Linked DNA regions of Mus musculus: region 1 is linked to region 2. Evidence: chromatin contacts called from public HiChIP or PLAC-seq data. All regions are on one chromosome and are shown on one strand. Each heading gives the region's core, a stretch centred on a gene start, on an enhancer-like site or on the middle of the called end of the contact. The rest is flanking DNA. Distances are from core to core; before and after follow the strand shown.

What was found. HiChIP or PLAC-seq counts read pairs in DNA pulled down with a chosen protein or histone mark.
Region 1: an H3K27ac HiChIP or PLAC-seq map of SST interneurons shows a contact between it and region 2, with 2.8 times the contacts expected there. The contact joins two enhancer-like sites. A contact is called at or near these places in 11 of 39 promoter capture datasets (the 3T3-L1 cell line, 3T3-L1-derived adipocytes, the HPC-7 cell line and 6 more), 2 of 15 datasets of contacts at CTCF or cohesin (CD8 T cells and pro-B cells), 9 of 484 Hi-C or Micro-C datasets (bone marrow-derived macrophages, cortical neurons, embryonic stem cells and 4 more), 2 of 115 datasets of contacts at active chromatin or transcription factors (SST interneurons and embryonic limb bud) and 2 of 9 other capture datasets (liver and pancreatic islet).

The regions. Positions count from the first base shown.
Region 1 is chr15:82,965,334-82,971,490 of GRCm38.p6, reverse strand. It overlaps a transcript of Tcf20 not described here. Among named protein-coding and RNA genes, the nearest start is that of Mir3080, 9.1 kb to the right of the region's middle. Within about 2 kb of position 2,905, at least 86 of the 459 cell types and tissues checked have an H3K27ac peak or open chromatin away from gene starts, as enhancers often do. A contact at or near this core is called in SST interneurons, where this site is marked.
Region 2 is chr15:82,826,147-82,832,047 of GRCm38.p6, reverse strand. The region is part of intron 2 of Tcf20 (transcription factor 20); the gene reads left to right. Among named protein-coding and RNA genes, the nearest start is that of Cyp2d26, 35 kb to the right of the region's middle. Within about 2 kb of position 1,912, at least 7 of the 459 cell types and tissues checked have an H3K27ac peak or open chromatin away from gene starts, as enhancers often do. A contact at or near this core is called in SST interneurons, where this site is marked.

The DNA.
Region 1 (6,157 bases), core at 1,656-4,155, 140 kb before region 2:
CACAGCTGAGTAATAGTCCAAGGAGCACACTTACCACGGTTCGTCTAGGAGTGAACGCCTGAGCTGTCTCCGTCTTTTCAGTGCTGTGAATGATGCAGCACAAATCTAACGGGGAAACTTGTCCTCTTCTGGCCTCCATCCCTCCTCTCCTTCCCCTCTCTTCCCTCCCTCCTCTCTTCCCTCCCTTCCTTTCTGACTTTGTGTGTGTGAACACAAGTGGAGGCCAGAGGTTGGCATCAAGTATCTTCCTCAATATCGCTTCACCTTTTTTAAAAAAGAAAAACATTGAGTATGTGTTTGTATGTGCAGGTACACCCAGGCCGGGGCACACATACAAAGCGTGGAGGGGGATCTTGGTCGTTGGTCTTCACCTCTCACCTTATAAGACAGGCTTTCTTGTGGTCGGCCACTGTGGTGTCCACTTCCCATCTCATCATAGGAGGGCAGGGATTTCAGGTGCATGCTGTTGTGGTTGGCTGCACTGGGGCTTTGAATTCAGGTCACCATGCTTATGGGGCCCCGGCTGTACCTAACACTCCATAGGACCTCACTGTGTAGCTCTGGCTGACTTCAACACCTGATCCTGAGTGCTGGGATTAAAGGCGTGCGCCACCATTGCCTGGCTGTACTTTGACTTCTTTTGGGTGTGCATGACCAGGAGCGGAGTTGTTAGTATCCTGTTCTTGGTGGCGGCGCTATTCTTCACTCCCAGCAGCAATGCACAAAGATTCTAGTTTCTCCACGTGCCCACAAGCACTCACTGTCTCCTATCTTCCTTAATAACAGCCATCCTGATGGGTTTGGAATGTTTCTTTGTATTTTGATCAATCACTGATGATGTATATTGGCTATTTGTATATCTTCTTTTTTTAAAAATTAGGGTTTTATTAGACCAGGTTGTCCTCCAACTTGCTATGCAGCTAAGGATGACCTTAAATGTTTTGTTTAAAAATTGTTACATTCATTATTTTTGTATCTGTGTTTCTATGTGTCTGTCTGTCTGTCTGTCTCTTCTCTCTCTCTCTCTCTCTCTCTCTCTCTCTGTGTGTGTGTGTGTGTGCTGTAATGCCTGTGGAGAACAGAGGACAACTTGAGCTTGCTGAGCTTGTGGGAATTTGGTTCTCATCTTCTGCCATGTCGGTCCAGGGGCTTGAACCCACGTCCTCGGGCTTGTTGGCAAGCACCTTACACAAAGAGTCACCTTGCCGTGACCTTGAACTTTCTATCCCCCTGCCTCTACCTCCTGAGTGCCCAGATTACAAGAGTGCACCACACCCCTCAGGACCCCACCGGGGGTTTTGTACATCTTAGGCCAGCACTCTGCCTTACATCGCCAGCATCTATTTGTGTGTCTTCTTTGGAGAAATACCTGTACACACTCTTGGCTCCTTATAAATTGGTCTGCTCATCCTTTTACAAGAACTGTAGGAATTTTGTATATTTGTGTATTTCTGGATACAAGTCCGTACTAAGGGAAAGGAGTTGGGATGCCAGACCAAGCAGCCAGACTTTCAGAGCCTGTGGGATGTGGACTCAGAGGTCTATTCTGGCAATATGGACAACTGCCCCACCCCACAAACCTCTATCTCTAGCTTCCCTGCTTCTTCCCCAGATATCTCCTGGCCAAGACTTCCAGGGCTACCGTGTCCCCGCCCTGCCGCTCTCCCAGGCCTGTGAAGGCTGGGGATGGGAGAAACTGCCTCCTTTCAAGAGGCCTCAGAGCCGATGCCACCTGCTCTCTGACTGCCATGACACACCACAGCCACCACTCTGTTAGATCAGCTGACCCCCCCCCCCGCACCCCCTGCAGCCCAGAGGCCAAGGCCAAGGCCTCCCAGGAGTTAGCCACCAAGAGAAGAGGCCCAGGAAGGAAGCCTGCCAGGGCAACCGCAGCGGGTGGGTCAGGCCCTCCCTCTCCTTGCTTAGTTAAACTTTCCTGAACTTTCCACAGTTTGTAAGCTGAGCTTCTCTAACTTTGAGAACCTAGGGAAATGTAAGAAAACACCACCCCCACCCCCAGCCCCCCAACCACAGCCACTGGCTGATTCTGCTCAGGCATTTGGGATAATTTTTTTCTCTCTCTGTGTGGTTACTCAGGGCTAGGAGCCCATCTGTAAACACAGGGCCTTGCTGCCTCTTTCTTGTGGTTTGTCATCAGTTTGGGCTGACTGTCCCCGTGCGTCCTGACTGTGGTTCTGTGGCTCGTCAGGAGGCATCCTTTCTGTGTTGTCTGGGTCACCTCACTGCAGGAGGACACAGCTGCTGCCCTCTAGGCACAAGGAACTGAGTGGAAACAGGACTTGATTAGAGCAGAGGGAGACTCAGGTGCAGTTAGGGGTTCAAGGAGCCACTTCTGGATTTTGGGGGGGTGTTAACATATAGAGAACTCCGAATTGTCTTTTGAGAAAGGTTAGGAGTCTTAACAGGGCAGCAGGACAGTCCCAGACAGAGAACAGCATGGGAGGGGGCTCCTGTCACTGGAGAGATCTGCTAAGAGGACCTTACAGCCAGCCACAGAGTCACACTGAGGACAGCTATCCAGGGATGGAGAAAGTAGCGGGTGAGAGAAGAGCCAGCTACGGCCAGCTAACCCTGGCTCCCCAACAGAAAAATTTTTATGGCTCCGCTACATTTACAATGATGCTCCCAAGAGCTAAGCCTCCAGGTCTCCTGTAGTGTTTCCTGGCCTCCCGGCCCACCAGCCTCTGTCCTCCAGATCCCGTGGCTGCTGGCCCCTCTCCCAAGAGAGCTTCTGGGTTGAGACGGCACAGTCTGCTTTTGTAGGATTGGGCCTCGGGCGGGCGGGCTTGCTCCTCTCTCCCGCAGCGCCCCAGCTGGGCCTGCCACCCGCCACCTGCCACCCGCCCACGTGGATCCCCCCTCTGCCCCTGCTGGCGCCGAGGAGGCTTTGGCAGACTCTGGGCCCTGAGGCCTCTCTGCTCAGTGATTACGCGGCAGCCGGTGGGCTCCGGAGCCAGAGCGAGAGATTTATTGTGGTTTTTAGGGGGCGTTTAGGAGCCGACGTGATAATGTCTGTGAACGCACTTTGTAAACTGTAGCGGGGGAGTGCCATGCGCACGCGAGGGGCGGGGAGCTCAGCCCCCACATGACATCCTGGGGCTTAGCTGAGAAGCCCCTCCCTCCAATTTAGAGGGTGGGTGGGCTGGAGAAGTCCTACTAGGCTCTACTAGAAGGGGGAATTCTAGGTTACATCTGAGGGAGCATTAGACTCGCAGGAGCCTCTCTGTGTCACCAAACAGCAAAAGAATGAGCAGTGAGCCAGAAAACTGCCCAAGTTCTCCCTGCTGGTCCAAGAAGCCCCGTTGCACTGGGGAGTAGCTTCCTGACTACTGAGTGGGAGGGAAGCCCCTGAGGTGCCCTTCCTCAGTTCTGCTGCTGCAGGGTGGGGGTTGGGGTTGGGTTAACAGCCCAAGCGGGCTGTCTCCTAGGAGGGGGAGCTGCACACAGGCATTGGAGCATCGCCATTCCACCCTGCGCACTTAATGTCACCACCTGAGGATTGTTTTAAGAGTTACTCGTTTTTATTGTGCGCGCGTGTACGGCATGCACGAGGCACGATTGCCTGAAATGTGTGTATGAGCACGAAGTGGGTGTAGATGCCCCCAAGGCTAACAGAAGGTGTCAGATGCCCCGGAGTTGCCCAGTCCCAGGAACTGAATCTTGGCCATATGCAAGAGCAGCATGCACTCTTAACCTCCAAGCCATCTTTCCAGGCCTTATCTGGAGATTCTTATCCCATTGTGAATATTCACTGAGCACCTTCTATGTGCTTGGCACTGTTTTGCACACTGTGGAGGTACAGTTAGTATAGCAGGAATCAAGACATTCTGAAGTAAGGCATAGTGGCCTAGCTCTGTAATTCTAGCACTTGGGAGGCAGAGGCAGGAGGATGAAGAGTTCAAAGTCATCTTTGGCAACAGAGCAAGTTCAAAGCCAACCCGGGAGATATGAGACCCTGTGTCAAATGAACCCCAAACAACAAAAGGAGGGGTATACCTGAACCCTTATACTCCTGGATTTGGGGGGAAAAGGGTGGAAGTAGATGATACACAGTTCAATAATTAATGCTATAAGTAACGATTGTTATTTTAGAGACCATAAAATGGGCTGGAGAGATGGCTCAGCGGTTAAAAGCACAGAGTGCTCTTCCACAGGACCTGAGATCAATTCCCAGCAACCACATAGCAGCCGATGACAGTCTGTAGTAACTCCAGTTCCAGAGAACCTGGCTCACTCACATAGACATGCAGGCAGACCAGTGCACATCAAAATACATAAATCTTTTTTTCAAAAAAAGTTGGAGCCAGGAGACAGTAAAACTGGAGAATTGGGGACAATGAGCCCAGAGAGGTCAGGCAAGCCCTCTATGGAGTTTCTGCTTTCCTCTCTCCAGGTAGGACCCCTTGCATGGTCTTCAGAACAATCCTGAGTCACTGGGGGGGGGGGGGGCAGCTGATCTCCCAATTACTAGCTAATACCTACTACCAACACCTGCAGCCTAGACAGCCTTGGTGGGGCTCCCAGATACACACTTAGGAGCTGTCCAGGTGGTTTAAGACTGGACAAGGGAGACCAGTCTGCAGCTGCTCCTGTATTCAAGTGCCTATCTCTCCTTCAATATAGACCAGGCTTTAGCCATAACAGCTATAGTGTCCTACAGCTACAGTGTCCTCAGAGAGGGACTGGATACACAGTAAAGTCCAGGAGATGAACCTGATCTATATTGAAGGAGAGATGGGCACTTGAATACAGGAGCGGCTGATAGTCAGCCACTGCACATGCGGCTGTGCTCCCGTGTTTGAACTGAAGCCATCTCAACCTGCTCAGAGATCTCAACCTGCAAGTGTGCGATTTGAACATAGGCCTGTTCATTATATGCTAATTTCCAAGCAAAGCCTCATGGTCTCCTGGGGACAGTTAGAAAGTCTCGTTGAAGTTGGGGCTGAGTAACAGCAGGCAAAGGAATGCCAGTGGGTGTTACTATCACTTGGTGCTATTCCAAACACAGGCCGTGAGTTACCTGAATTTAATCTCTACACTACCTGGTAAGATGGGGAATGTCACCAATAACCTCATTTGCAGACAGGATCACTGAGGCCCAGCAAGGACCAATGACTTATCCAAGGCCACACTGGTTGGTGCAGTGGAGGCTGGAGTGGGAACCCTTGCTTGGACCATGCTGGTGCTGCTGCTGCTGCTGCTGCTCCTCCTCCTCCTCTTCCTCCTCCTCTTCCTTCTCCTTCTTTTCTCTCTGTAGCCCTGGCTGTCCTGGAACTCACTCTCTAAAACAGGCTGGCCTCGAACTCAGAAATCTGCCTGCCTCTGCCTCCTGAGTGCTGGGATTAAAGGCGTGCGCCACCACTGCTGGGCTGTACCATGCTTCTAACTGTTCCCTTTGCCAAGTCTTGAGCTTTACCTAGTTGTGCTGAGGGCTCTACATGCATTGTCCCATGACAGGCTCATTACAATCACTTAAGTAAATTGGGCTTATGATTGGCATCTACACATTCTAAGAGGGAAAGCAACTGAGACTCTGAACCAGTCAGTCACAACTGGGAGGTTGGGAAATCAGTGTGTAAATCCAGGGTGGCCCATCTCTGAGCCTGGGCATTTCTCCTCCTCCCTGGCAGCCTGCTGTGTTGCTTGATGCTCCTAAAGCCCACAGGGGCTTATTCTCTCTCTGAGAGGCTGCTCCCCAGGCAGCTCTCACAGCAATGCTCAAGAAGAGGGTTTGTGAGCTGTGCCCGACTGCTGGCTGTTGAGCCAGGCTTGCTTCCTGGTCCCTTCATGGAGGAAGGCACCCACAGAGCTGTTGTGTCCAGGGGTTAGTTGAGGAGGTTGGGACAGCATTTTGAACATTTGCCTAGGTTGGGCATGTTTCCACGAGGAAGATCTGTCTGGGTACCAACCTGTCCTCCATCACAGACAGCCCCAACCTCATGGATGTGGTTCTAGATCCAGCTCTCAGGGAGATCTCACTTCCTTTGCTGTTTGAATACTCCGGTGTGTGGGTGTGTGTGTGCGTGTGTACACACACACACACGCACACACGCACGCGCAGGGGTAAAGGGGTGGAGGTGCAGGGGTGAGGGGGTGCAGGGTGGTGGTGGGGGCGGGGGTGGGGGAATACAGGCTC
Region 2 (5,901 bases), core at 663-3,162:
TCCTTTTCTTCCTTTGATTTCTTTCCTCTTTCGTTCCTTAACTTCCTTCCCTTCCTTTCTTTCTTTCCTTTCCCTCTCCCTCCTTCCCTCCCTCCCTCTTTTCTCTTTTCTTTTTTTTCCTGTCTTGTCTTGTCTTGTCTTGTCTTGTCCTGTCCTGTCCTGTCCTGTCCTGTCCTGTCCTGTCCTGTCCTGTCCTGTCCTGACCTGTCTTTTCATACAAGGTGTCTTGCTTTAAGTCAGCTGGCCAGACTTAATTCTTCTGCCTTCTGGCTTACAGGTGTACCACCATGACGGATGTGATGTAGTTGCTCAGATTGGCTTAGTAAGCCCTTCTCAGATTGTCAGTGGTTTTGAACTCTTGCTAATTCTTTCATTTATGTGTTCATGTGTATTTCAGTCCCCATTTAAACATCTTCAAACAAGAGACTTTTTAAAAAAAGAGTATTGCTCAACCATGGAAGACCTGAGAGTGGAAGTCCAGTGAAAGTAAATAGTAGCCAGGGGTTTAATCTGCCTTAATTTAATAGACTATTAGATATTTACTGTACCCAAGTTTTGACATTAGTAGATGCCAAGAATGTAACACATGTACAAAGATCTTTTATGTTTTTTATAAATCAAATAATTACATTTTTTGTTGTTTGTAAGATTCTTTTACAGTGATTTTACACATTTGCGAGGAAAGTAAAGCAAGTGTCCCCATTTTACAAGAGTAGGGTTGATAGGATGGCTTTTTGACCCTCAGTCTTTTGTTCACAAGACCTGTGCTGTTTTGGATCAGGATAATAGTCAAATTAGACCAACCATGTTTAGTCTAAAGTGTCAATCAAACCTGGAGACTTTGTGTTAAGTACAAAAGTGGGTTTTAACCAGTGAGTGCTGCTAACGTGACTGCTAGCTGACTTCTTGTACTTTTGAGGCCCGGATTTAATGAATTCAGGTTTTGAAATTGACACTTGCAGAACAGCTGTGGGCCTTGAGTAATACTAGTACATCTGTGCACCTATCAGAGCGTCAAACAAATGGGCCTGAAGATCAAGTACTGTGGCCTGCCTCGGCGCTCTGAGTTGGATGTGAGGGACACTTGGGCTATGCTGCTGCTGCTTCTTAAAAAAGATTTTATTTAATTTATAATGTGAGTACACTGTCACAGTCAGATCTCATTACAGATGGTTGTGAGCCACCGTGTGGTTGCTGGGAATTGAACTCAGGACCTTTAGAAGACCGATGGGTGCTCTTAACTGCTGGGCCATCTCTCCAGCCCTCAGGGTATGGTTCTAGGGCTGGCATGAGTGCCATCCTCCAAGACAACATACGTTGTGCTCTCAGATAAGAACTTTGATAGAGAAACCTCAGGAGATAATCTTGCTCCAGGAAAAGACTAAAGCCTACTCTGTCGTGGCCAACACTTTAAAGCCTCTGGAAAGTAAGTTAATGGGATAAAAAGTTGCATCCCATGGCCATAAAGGGTAGTGTAATGCCTTGGCTAGAGACCATATTGCAGTCATGTAGCAGGAGTACATAGTGAGCTTCACAGATGTTTCTGCCCTAGATATAGGAGGTATAATTAAGAGAGAATAAACATCTTGCTGGTAGCCAAAGATGAATACTTTTCCTACATTTCCCCAAGCATCAGCTTTTTAATGAATATTGAAAAAGTCAACTTCATTAGTTTTCTTTAAGGCTCTAATGTGTATTCCTTGTATTCTTTCCATCAGCCTGTGTTTTCAGTGTGCCTGGTCCAGGGGTGCTAGAGTAAGTACTGTAGGCATGAACAAAAGAATGCAGTGCTGAAAGCTAGGATACAGGCTGACAAGGCTTGCTCAGAATTGATCGGTATCGAAGCACTGCCCAACTGCTGCAGTGCTCGAGGCTGCTCAGCGATGTTCTTAGGCAGCTTATTCAGGTCACTGTTAGCTCGCAGAGGGAAATGTTGTTGTGGGCGTGAAGAGTTATACAGTATTCTTCCTTTGCAGCCTCCCTCAGATGAGGATTTGATGGCTCCTAGTTGATTTAGCCACTGTAGTTTGCCACTTCAAGTCACCAAACACTGCTTCTAGACACTTGTGAAAGGCTAGGCTGCATGAATGTTTTTTAAAATATGCCCAGAAACTAAGACATCTTGTAATTTATTGACAAGTTTCTGGTGTCTAGAAATATAAGGATTTTATGTTTTGTTTTTTTGTTTTTGTTAGAGTTGCTTAATTTTTACTCTTTTTTCTATTAAAAGAAATTAAATGAAAATTTCTCTTCCATTGTCAGTTTAAGATGTTATCTATTTGAAAAAAAGCATCTTAGTGTGATGCCAACATACCTATAATCTTAGTATCTATAGGAGGCATGTGGACCTTTATAAATTTGAGATCAGTCTAGCCTACATAGCAAGTGCACAGGCCATGTCAAGGCTTTAAAAAAAGGAAAGGAAGGAAATTAAATTCAAGGCTAGTCTGAGCTATATGAGACCCTATCTCAAAAAAGTTAAAATGTGTCAAGATTTAAAGTCATAATGTAGCTTGCACTGAGCCTGTTCAGTCTGGGTACTGCCACTGCTCTGCCTGCTCACTCTTCCTCAGTCAAGGACACTTGCTATGGTGGGGCTTAGTGTGATATAATTACAGTGTGGGAAAAGTGAAGGGAAAGTTTTTCTTCAGGGAAAACGAGTAAAAATCTAATTGGAAGTTATACTGGCTAAAGTACAGGTTAGGGTGTAGAGCAGACACATGGAGAATTTATAGAAATTGGTTTTTATATTTTGTCTTTGTCAATTGGCACATGGGAGGCACATTGATTGATTGATTGATTGTTTAGAATTTCTCTTGTTTGATTGTTTTGTTTTGTTAAGTAGACCAGGCTGGCCTGGAACACAGAGCTCCACCAAGCTGCCTCGTGAGTACTGGGATTAAAAGCATTAGTTTAATTAGCCAGACAGTGGTGGCGCACGCCTTTAATCCCAGCACTTGGGAGGCAGAGACAGGTGGATTTCTGAGTTCGAGGCCAGCCTGGTCTACAGAGTGAGTTCCAGGACAGCCAGAGCTACACAGAGAAACCCCTGTCTCCAAAAAAAAAAAAAAAAAAAAAAAAAAAAAAAAAAAAAAAAGGCATTAGTTCTTGTAAACTGTTGGATGGTTAAATGAATGAACGGAACTAAGAGAAGCATGACAGGGTGAGGAGTGTAGAATTTGTGGTTAGTAGGAAAAGCTATAGGTCTGTGTTCTTTGCTTTAGTTTCTGCTTCTTCACCTAGAAAAAAGGAAAAAAAAATGAACAGACTCACTGTGCCACCTTTGGGGACCTTGAGATAGCAAAGCTGACTTGATGAAAAGGCAATGAAATTGTATTGTTTCCCATGAGGGAGAAATTTGTTACATTAAAGAATGTAAGAGAAAAATGAGCAGTCACTTCTGTGTCACTGTGAGCTGCTCAGTAATGCCTTGCCATGATTTCCTTGCCATGACATACACATGCCTGTTGCATTACAGGTTTTTGTTTTTTTGTTTGTTTGTTTTTTTGAGACAGGGTTTCTCTTACAGTTTTTAGGTTACAAGTCCAATGTGAGCCCCACTTGGTGGAATTTGGTTGTTATCTGTGCTCTGCCCTCTTTCTGGAAGCGTAGAGACGATTTTTGCTCACCTTTTTTGAGCTATAACTACCTGCATTCTTTGGCTTGAGGCCCTTTCTTCCATCTCACATGAGCCTGCTCCCATTTCTACATCTCTCTGAAGCCTACATCTCGGCCCCACTCTGAGAGGATCTTTGTTTTATCAATGTGTTGAAAATAGATCCATACCCAGATGATTAGTGCACTGTCCCCGCCTTGAGACTTACTTCTCTACAAAAGCATTAAAAATCACTGACACTGGGAATTCAGATGAACATCATTGGAGGCCTCAGTTCTGCTTTCACACCCATAATCTTTAGTTTGCTGTATAGGGTATACAGAAGTCTAGTAGAGAAAACACTAAATAACTCTCAGAAAACATAAATTCTAGCCAGTCCTTTAAATTCATGGGTCTGTGTTTTAAGTTAAGGAGTTAACTAATGGTTCTGAATCTGCATTGTGTATTACAATGACTTAGAGTGAGGATTTGCCCTTCCTGTTTAGCTCTTCGTGCTGTTTCTGGTCTCCACACTATAGTTGTGTGAAGCATACTTATAATCCTTATAATCCCTGCAGGATCTGTTTTTTAGGTGCAATGTAGTCAGTTTTATTGCACTTTTAAAAATTTTGTCTGTATGAATATTTTGGCTACATGCTTGTGTGTACCACATTAGTGCCTGGTGCCTCAGGAAGTCATTAATTACATCCCCTGGAACTCTGGTGTTAGAAAGCGGCTGTGGGTGCTGGAAACAAAACTTGGGTCTTCTGGAAGAATATCAGCTGTTCTTGACCACTGATCCATCTCTCCAGCTCCATATCATCACTTTAGTTGAAAGAGGCAGGTTGCTTTCAGAGCTCCTACAAAGGACAAAGCAACTGGTGTTTAAATAGGAAGGGAACAGATATCCATGTTCCAGTCCCTTGTTTTCTCTGTTCTCATCTGTAAATGAGTGATAACAAGGCCACTTTATGGGTGATTGTTAACTTTTTGATCTGTAGGACATGTGTAGAGTGTCATTGGCCTGTAGTGATCTTGGGTAACATAATAGCGGTTCTGAGCCAGCCACTATTTTAAGTTTGGATTGATGCATACAGTACTGACCATTTCTGTGAGGTGAGCACTGTTTGTACTGTCCTTAAGTGTGGATTCAATAAAGGTTAGGAAATTGGTAGGTCAGACATAGTAAGATTGTAGAGTCTGTGTACTTAATTCTTCCTTGCCCAATACCACGTCAGATAATAGTCTCGTCCTGTATCAATTATGGAATGTTGACTATAAGTTTTAAGATTAGTTGAAAAGAGGGGGTGGGGACATGAGCATGCGCTTATGCATATTGCCTGTCTCTGTTGTCCTGTAAAAGTCTGGATATGCAATTCTTGGATTGGTTGGGTTAGTACTCAAGAGTGTCACAATAAGTCTAAGTCTCTCATCTTCCCACTCTGCTGTAGTCAAGAGAGGCTGAGCAAGATGATCTGGTTTTCTGCTTGGTTGGTTGGTTGGTTGGTTGGTTTTGTTTTGAGACAGGGTAGTAGCCCTGCTCTGTTCTGGAACTCACTGTGTAGACCAATGAACTGAAATGTCAGGCTGATTTGAAATTCAGAGATTTGCCTGCCTCTGCCTCTTCCTCTAGAATGCTGCCCATGTTGCAGAAGCACCTTTGCTTGTAGACTTTCAAGAGTTCTTGGTGCATCCATTTTTATTGACTATCATGAACTGAGAGTCATCCTCCAAGATGGAGAGGGCCTGAAACTCAAACCCTCTGGATAAATGATTGCTTGGGTACCTTGTATAAGAAAAGTAGATTAGTAGGAACAGTTGACAGTCGGCCACTGATAGATTGGCTGTCTTCTGTTTCTTTGGTTTGGTGATGGGGCCTTTTTTCCTGAAGGAGGTATAGATGTAGAAAACCTGGAGATTCCACAAGTGTTCTTAACTGCCTTTGGTTTACTCCAGGCTAAATGATCTTTGCTTTCTTCTCATAGGTGCAAGTAAACATTTACTGATTATTTACCCCACAAGGTTCTTGGTCTTCTGAGAGGGAGGTATTTTTCTCCAAGAGACATTATTACCTGTGACCTAATGCTAGGTCCTGCCCCTCTGATACTTTACCTATTTACAGTGGACATGTGCAGGTCTTATCAGGTGAATGCATTAATCCATATTCTTAGCTATTTCATCATGGTGAACATTTAGGCTCCACAGTTGCCAGTGTTCTGGGAGCTTAGCCAGCTCAGAATTAAGGGTTTAAGAACCACACATATTTTATTTTTCATAGAAGCAGGAACAAATACCTGTGTCTTCTG